Linked DNA regions of Bombyx mori: region 2 is linked to region 1. A link is a contact called in public Hi-C data. All regions are on one chromosome and are shown on one strand. The core of a region is the stretch at or near the end of the contact, and the rest is flanking DNA. Distances in the headings are between cores, read along the strand shown.

What was found. Hi-C and Micro-C count contacts between places; a contact is called where the count stands out from the background.
Region 2: a contact with region 1 is called in a Hi-C map of whole pupa, with 1.8 times the contacts expected there. The contact joins the promoter of LOC101741191 here to the enhancer-like site in region 1. A contact is called at or near these places in 2 of 7 Hi-C or Micro-C datasets (middle silk gland and whole pupa).

The regions. Positions count from the first base shown.
Region 1 is chr25:9,926,796-9,931,308 of ASM3026992v2, reverse strand. The region is part of intron 1 of LOC101741191 (kielin/chordin-like protein); the gene reads left to right. Among protein-coding and RNA genes, the nearest start is that of LOC134201452, 11 kb to the left of the region's middle. Within about 2 kb of position 1,523, at least 2 of the 8 cell types and tissues checked have open chromatin away from gene starts, as enhancers often do.
Region 2 is chr25:9,968,506-9,973,359 of ASM3026992v2, reverse strand. It overlaps LOC101741191 (kielin/chordin-like protein), which reads left to right and starts at 2,249. Exons shown (of 24, transcript XM_012689612.4): 1 at 2,249-2,457.

The sequences.
Region 1 (4,513 bases), core at 274-2,773:
TTTTTAATCGAAGTTTCGAGCAAATACGACAAATATATTGTGATTGGAACTTCACATTTTCACAATTTTAAAATATACAAACAAATATATATCATGATCGATCTCGACCGAAAAACATAAATATTGGAATCAAGAATAAATAGTGTAGTGTTCATTATTAAGCAGTTCAGTAACTGACAGTTAAATTAATTGCGTTTTGTCGGTAGCATTCTGATAAGATGGTACACCATACATCACGATTGCTAATTAATTAATAATGCTAAGCGTTGACAGATTGTTTTCGTTTTGTGCGCATTATCAGTTATCTACTGGGATAAACTTGGGTTTTATGGGGCTATGGGCTAACTTTTCTCACATACATTAACAACATCAATGCCGTCAACTACCTATAGTTTTGATATGTCTCTATTGTGAAATAATAAAATTATATATTTCTTTTGGTATTGATTTATGTAACATGATTTTATTCTTTCATTGTAAAAGTAGTTTGAGAATACACCGTAATATTTGGCTAATTTTAATTAATAATTGTATTAATAGATTTATACCTGCTTACAAAATAAATTTGAATCTATTCTCTTCATATTATTTTTTATTTTCTCCACAGCCAGTCTTATTTGTACTTCATTACCAATTGTAGTTTAGTAGATCAAGGTAGTTTAAAAAACTGCGTTTTGTTTATTTTGTGATTAGAGAATACAGCACTTTAGCAAACATAATAAAAACTGAACTATCAATAAATACATTTATGAGGAGTTTTTTTATTCCGAACTATTTTATTGTCTGAAGTTCATTGACCGAAAAGCGTCGGAGTATAAGCCGGAGAAAGTTATAGTTAATCAGCATGCCCACGACTAACTCAGCTTACGTCACTTCCGTATCCCGAATAACGAATAGATTGTAGATAAGCGTGATACTTTGTAGACAGCTTTCATTCGGATTGCTTTTATTGTAATGAAAATGTTTGCGCAAAGGTCGCGACACTGTTTACGTAAATCATTTATTGTGTGTGGTTTATTATGTTCTAAATAATTTTGTGAATCTATAAAAAGTGTGGCTTGACGAACTTCCTTACCTTAGCAAATATACTTATGATGAACAGATTCGTTTGCTATGTGTGTGTGTGTGAGAGAGAAATTTCTTTTTTGTATTATTTTTGTAATGATAGCGATAAATCTGTTTTTTGTAAATATGCCGCCTTCATTTTAAGAAAAAATAATATGTTTTTCTTTTTATTGTTTAGATGGGCGGACGAGCTCACAGCCCACCTGGTGCTAAGTGGTTACTGGAGCCTATAGACATCTACAACGTAAATGCGCCACCCACTTTGAGACATAACTTCTAAGGTCTCAATGTAGTTACAACGGCTGGACCACCCTTCAAACCGAAACGCATTACTGCTTCACGGCAAAAATAGGCTGGGCGATGGTACCTACCCGCGCGGACTCACAAGAGGTCCTACCACCAGTAAAAATGTAATGAATATTAAATTCAGAACATGGATAATGCGCGGGAAAGCCCGACAGAGCGCAGAGTACGTAACGGCTAAGTGGCGCGAGGACATGCATACCTCGAACGTGTCCGGAATCCTCATTAGTGCGCGCATCAATTATTACTGCAATAAAGTGTATTTTCTTAAAACTAGTGCCTAATTATTGATAATAGACGATGACGGTGTTTTTTTTTGATAAATTGTGTTTTTAAGAAATTACCTATATTTAAATACGAATTACATATTGATAAAATGATGAAATATTCTAAGATCGTTTATTTATTTAAGCATTACCAACAGGGTTTACAGTAAGACATAAAATAACATTGACATGTATAGACCAATTGATAACTGCAACTCTAATTAGAGGCAATCACAGCATCCATTACATTAATGTATCAACAGAGATTTAACAATACTAATACTAATAATAAAAAATTAAAAACAAAAGAAAGACAACAAGGACAGTAATACCCGAGTACTCAGACCAAGGCTGAGGCTGAAGTTCAACAACAACTTTTTATAATTTTGTTCCTGAATATTGGAAGGGAATCGCCAAATATGTCAAGGTTTTCAGCTTTTCTGACTAGATTATTATAAAGGTTAGTTAGACGAGGAGCAGGTGAGTGCTTGCCTAGATAGGTTCTGCTAAAGCGGGTGCTGAAAAGAGAAACGTTTAGGTATTTTTAAGTGAACACATGAGTAAAAATGAGACAAATAATATAAATAAACAATTAATTTTCTTGGTCTAACCTTAAACCAAAAACTCATTGGCTTCGGGTGGCTTAACAACGCCATCTGCTAGAATAGCTTTAGTGCTATTGTGTTTTTAAAGCAGTTAGTTGCTCGATTATGAAAAATTGTATTATTATTCGCCAATAGACGTCGGGAAGAGTCATAAAGTTGATTATCGATAAAGTTGATTATTGAAAACACGATAAAAACAACATTTTCTGAAAATAAATCGTAGCTAGATCGATTTATCGCCCCCGAAATCCCCTGTATACTAAATTTTATAAAAGTCATTGGAGCCGTTTCCGAGATTCAGATTATATATAATATATAAAATAATTGCTCGTTTACAGGTATAAGATAAGATAAGATTTACAGGAGAAAGCCGTCAAATACATCTAATCATCTTCCTTTTCAAATTATACAAATGAATATTCATTTGTTTGAACTTTTTTTTGTTGTTTAAGATCTTTGCGTCGCGTTTGTGTTAAAACTTTGTACAGTTGCTGGAACTCTACATTAGGTTTCTGGCACCACACTAACAATTGGGTTCCAATATTTTTTTCTTTTCTTACATTTTCAATCTCGATCGACTAGTTAGTACAAGTACCGATCAAAATAAAATCTTAAAGACGTTTTGGTGCTCTTGCATTACGGTATAGAGGCTCGGATAGCCATAAATCCAATGCAATTAAGACTTCTATTTCGTGTTTCGGGGCCATACTGTAAAGAAGAGCGAACAAGTGGACAACGTGTTCACATTTGAAATTTAAATCATAAAAACTAAATTTAATGCTTAAGCCCTAAGCTGCATGAATGAAATCAGCCACAGACACAGCCCACTGAGTTTCTCGATGGATCTTCTCAGTGGATCGCCATTCCGACCCTGTGGTAGATTCAGCGAAGCACTGCTCTTGATAGGTCTAGTGTTAGCAAATTCTCTCAGGTTGAAACCGTGAGCTCAACCATCCGGGCGTAACTAGAATAATCACTTAGGCTAACAGAGAAACGCAAGTTGTTTTTAAAAATCTATACTGATATTATAAAGCTGAAGATTTTGTTTGATTGAACGCGCTAATTTCAGGAACTACTGGTCCGATTTGAAAAATTCTTTCAGTGTTAGATAGCCCATTTATTGAGGCTATAACATCACGGTAAAGCCAATACAAGTGGAGCATCAATGAAGAATGTTACAAAATAGGGGTTTAAATAGCTCCTCAACATTCTATAATTCAAAAATATTTTCACTTTCGACGTAAATGAAGTGGGGGTAAAATTTAGCGTTATGCCAAAGTAACTATTCCACGCGGGCTAAAGCTAGTAAAATATATACTGTCTGTCTCCAAACCTATTGATTTTATTCATTACTAGCCGAAAAGTGAAGAAGTTGTATTGATTTGAACAGAACAAAAATGGCAATATTTCGCTGCTCCCGCACCCTTATTGCCCCTTGCGAAGCATTACAAAGGTGTACCCAAGTTAATGCGTCAGTGGTTTATGATCAAACTAGCCGTACTCGCCCGCATCGCTGGGCATTTAAAATAAACATTATTGTTTATTGTCATTATTATTAGGGAGTCTAACACTCATATAAATATTAGGCTATCCATTAGGTAGGTACATGTATTTTCTACATGGATACCAAGTTTCAAATCAATCGGATGCATGGTTCAGTAGTTACAGCGGAACATCCGTAAAAACCACTGTAGAATATTAGTATAGATTTCGACTTCTAACGTCATATTATTTCACCGTCGAAGTATTTTCTGTATGCAAACATGTAGCAATCACAATGAATCAATCTTTTTTTTAAATGGTATCCACTTACAGTTAAATACAAGGTTGACGGCTTATTTGTCCTGCGTTTTTACAACGATGAGTCAAGAGGCATGCATGATGATGCGTACGTAATATAAATAGCATGTTCAAAAACAAACAATACGAGTCGTTAAAGCCCACATTTATCAGGATTACTAAATTTTAAATACTTTAATTTGCGGGCGATATTCAAGCGGAAACAAAGATATTTCTAACGATTCGCTGCATGTCATTGTAAATGTAAGTGGAGCGAAACATACCTAGTCAGGTCATAAGTATTGTCACACAGTAAAAACTTTTCTTTTAGAATGCTGGCCACAAAAAAGTTTATTGAATTCGAATTTCGAATTGTTCATGAAAATAAAAATAGTATACATTTAGAATTTTATTCATTTTTAAATATGGAGTGGACGCTTAAAGAACACCGTGTTGCAGCTATTGCGTTGCATCGTTGTGGTTACGCGCCAATTC
Region 2 (4,854 bases), core at 1,000-3,499, 41 kb before region 1:
ATAATCGCCTTATCGTTGCCGCCGCTGACTACTCCCCGAATCCTGATCATGCAGGAGCCAGTCACCGTCGACGCCCTAGACACGTCCTTACGGATCCATCAGATCCAATAACCTTTGCATTAGATGCCTTCAGCTCTAATACTAGGGGCAGGCTTAGGGACCCCGGTAACCGTACTCGTCGAACTCGACAAAGAGGTCGACGTGCAACCTAACCCATGCATCAGCCCGCTGAGTTTCTCGCCGGATCTTCTCAGCGGGTCGCGATTCCGATCCGGTAGTAGATTCATTCGCGAAACAATTGCTCTTGAGTTGTTAGGTCTCCTTCGGAGGCGCTCGGGCAGTTGTTAGCAAATCCCACCCCTCTTGGCTGAGCCTTTGCTCGCCCACCTGTCCTGGTGAAACTGGAAAGGCCTTCGGGTCACCAGTAAATTTTCAATCATAAAAAAAAAAAAAAAAAAATTCAATTCGGCTGGTTGTACGAGCCCTCTAAGTAATGTATTGTTCATAACAGAAATGACGTTTGTTAGTAATTGGTTGACACGTAACCACTATTCATAGTATATTTACATATTACCAAACTAACTTTAAGTTCACATCAACAAACAATAAAGAAATAAAAGAAAAGTTACATAAACGAACCGTTTTCCTTATATCTCTCCTCTAATTAAGACTACGACTACTCGTATATAAGGAAGAGTAGAATGTTGTTACTTAATTTCCAAATTGACAGCCCTATATGCGATTAATTTTTCCATTCCATCAACCGTCGTAGGTATCAAATTAAATTTTACAGCATTCCTAACGCCTTTGAGTGCTAAACGAAAAAGTGTATAATGTTTTTTTATATTTAACATGGATGTTCAGATGTAGACGAAAATAACAAGAATTTGTTTTGGGTAATGAACACTTCTTCTTTTTCTCCACCCTATCCCACTAAGTGGAGTCAGCACAGCGAATTTTTCTATTCCATTCTCTTCTATCAGCCGTCATCTCAACACTCATTCCTCTCTCTCTCTCATATCGTCATTCACACACTCCATCCATGTCTTCTTCCGTCGACCTCTTCCCCCTCTACCTTACACTACCATTTCTATACATAAAAGGTGACAGGGGGATCTGGGGGCGGAATGAAACACTTTCTTTGAAAACTTTTTCTAGTTAAAACTAAAAAACTCAACAAGGTATTTGCGAGTATTCTAGAAAGTGACATACCAAATAGTGACCAAAATACTCGTTACACACACCATTTAACGTTGTACATTTACCCCTAAGCTTACCCATTTACATTTCCCCATAACCTTACCCCTGTACATTTACCCATTTACATAACCTTTTCTCTTGTGTTATGTTTTAGATAATATGTCTCAAACACACCGTAAACACCTTTACCCAAATGTATTTCACAAAGACACTTACTGTAGCTGAAATTTTGTATTTTTTACAGATATATGTTTACAATTTTGGCCTAACCAAGAATTTGAACAGAATAACAATGAAACGTGAAATTATAAATTCATTCTAATGTTAACCTGATGAAAGCATATTTGAAAACTTATTTATAAATATGGATATATTATTAATGTTTTCGAAATATTATATGGAGCAGAGAAACAGTGTCGCATCCGTTATAATGGTGCATGTCGTTCTCGCGGACTGCTGCCAAGTTTTAATTTACGGTTCCACAGAATTTATGAACCTTACCGCTCTTCACGGCAATATTTTTATTTTTCATTTCAGACCGCTGAATGCGAGATAGCCTTTAAAATAAACATACGGACCCCGAACGAAATTAGACCCTTAGACGTTGTATTATAACTCTTACTTCAGCATTTTTTTGTTTGGTCCCTTAAATACGTAATTTGCATTTGTAACTTGCGAAAAAGTTTCACAGGTTAACCAAGCATGTTAAGTTTAATTGGACACTTGTTTAACATTATATTTTCAAACGAAGCGCCTAAATTTTACATTTGCGATAAAGGCGGTCCTAACGAACTTTTCTTTTTAAGCCGAATTGGCGACTCCCAAACCGGTCGCTTCACTTTCGACAATCGGTCAGATGTTTGACCAAAACACGATCGACGACCGAATCATCTCGCCGAATGACTCAGAACGATTAAGTTTTTAGGTGCTTTCTCCCACACCTGCCCGAAAGGGGCACGGATCACGGATACGAACACTTTCCACTGGGGGAAATGGGAGCAGCGTTTTGCATGGCCTTGATTCGAGACAAGCCGCGTTGCCGCGCGTTATACACGGACACCGCGACCAGTCCACAGTCTGCAACGGGCGCTCGAATCGTATACCCGTCGATCTGGCCTAATCGATTTACGGCGCCGATACTTCGCCGCGAGTGATACTTTACTTGCCTCTAGTGATCGTGAAGTGACGCGAAAGTGATTTGTGAACAATTGCAAGGATATCGGGAGCAAATCTGGAGCGACACATTATCAACGGGAGGTGTGTGTTCTTTTAATTACCAAACTTTAGTGGTTCAACAGATATTACTTTCAAAATATAATTGTTTGTTTTGTGAATGGATACCGATCGTTCAGTTGCTGTATGATATTTTCTACCGCTTCGAAGACGCATCGGCCCGGCATGCAGAGAGTCTTGAGTTTTTTATTTGTTGTTTGCGCAAAAAATGTGAAAGTTACTCGACTCGCATAACTTGAATATAGCTTAGCGAGCAGTTATCGCGCCGTCACGCTTTGTTAGCGCACCAGTCGCTCGTCCAATTAAAAATGAACGTATCTAACTTAATTTATTTTCACCTACATTAAAGTTCTTAATATTATTGAGAAACGTTATTTTATTGTTGTGATCAATTAATATAACAATCCGAATGCTTTATAAATTCATTATATCTGCACAAGTGATATTTGCGAGCTAATGCTTCGAGAGACCATAATAAATCAACAAGTGTGTAAAAAAATAATTCCATTATTCCAAATAAGACTGTTTTATGTAAGGCTAAGTAATAATAAAAAAATTGGTAATGCCGCCAAAATCAATCGAAGTTAGATGTTTAAGCACCTTATTTGAAATTAATTTGAATGATCAAGGGGTTGTACAACGGTTATGGAAATATCACATGTGAATATTTGTAACCATATTTAATAATAAAAATATTTCGTTTTGAGCTCATGATTATTGCTCCTAGGGTGTCCTATGTCATCCTTTATATGTTTCATATATTAATTCATCAATATGTATTAATTCACATTCTTAGATCGTGATCGGTGCTTCCCATAGTTGAAAGGATTTTAGAACCGTACAATTCACTCCATCAGTTGGCCATTCATACCAAATCTATAGCTTTTGTGAACTGTATATTCCTTCCTTCAATTCAAATTTTAATTTTAATAGTACGCGTGAATTAATTCATAAAGGCACACGTCTAAATCTTCAAGTATGTGAGTAATTAAAGGTACAGAATTGGAATTTCCGCGTGGAATTTCTTTGGGTACAGGTAAAGTCCGACAGGAATAATTATGTACGGAATGTCGTACACATATTTCTCTTTCATGTAACAAAATACTGAAAACCAATATTTTAACAATTCCTTGTTCTATGTATGATCTAAATATTATGTAGGTAAATATAGAATATGCAGATGAAATATGTAGTACCCGATAAATGCCGTACAAAGATTAAGGCTTCAAGACCTTTGATAGTCGTGCTATGACTGTAAATAAGTTTGTTGAAATTTAAATTTATATGTAGATTTTACAACGGCCACACTATCGTCCAAATATTTGAAGCCTTATTTCATAAAAATATTTATATTCAAATTAAATCCAAGTTGATATTTTGTTTCTCTAGTTCGGTGATATTTTGGAACTTTTTAGAATTATGCCCTGGGCTTGGGATTGGAAAATAGGATAAGGGTGAGATGCGCCCGAGGTGGTATATACTTTGAGGGTTTTTATTAAAATTAATTAATTTGCCGGCGTTTCGACCCTCGGGATATTTCGTATCATTGCCCTGTCCTCTAAACGCCGTTCGGATTATTTTTGGATTGGGAGGACAATGTCATACTACTGATTCCCTGTAGATAAGAGTTTGTTGAAGTCGAATCGTTTGTCGTACAACAAACTGAATCAGAACCTCAGATTGTTCGAGACTCAAACAAGGCAGAGAAAGCCGTTGAAGAGTTTAGCGCGAAGCGAATCTCTTGCGGGAACTAGTACTATGGAATAAAAATACGGATCAGGCAGTAGTAAATTCTTTTGGTCTATGTACAGACAGACTAAATTTTCATGTTAAATTAATTAGATTAATAATAAAGTAAACAGTAATTAAGACATTTTATTTCCTACCTAAGCTGATGGTCTTGAGAGAAACATATCAGCGTCACCGGGCGAGTTGGTGAGCTCACGAAGCTCAAACCCGACGTTGTTGCTAACATGAACCCTAGCAAGAGCCGTTCTTCGCAGAATCTACCTCCGGATCGGAAACGCGACCCACAGAGAAGGTCCGGCGAGAAACTCAGTGGGCTGTGTCTGTGGATTATTTTACTTGCCGCGCTCTTCGTCGCAAGCGACGGGTTCTTAGAGAACGATGACCGGTGCTTGGGGTACCTAAAAGCACCGTTAGTGGACCGGGAGGATCCGGGATGACGTGTTTTGAGCGACGTCGACTGCTTACCATTCGGTCCGCAGAATCGGGAATGAAATATATATATATTTTATGGTTTAAATGGGTGGACGAGCTCACAGCCCACCTTGTTACTGAAGCCCATAGACATCCACAACGTAAATGCGCCACCCACCCTGAGATACAAGTTCTAAGGTCTCAAGTATAGTTACAACGGCTGCCCCACCCTTCAAACCGAAACGCATTACTGCTTCACGG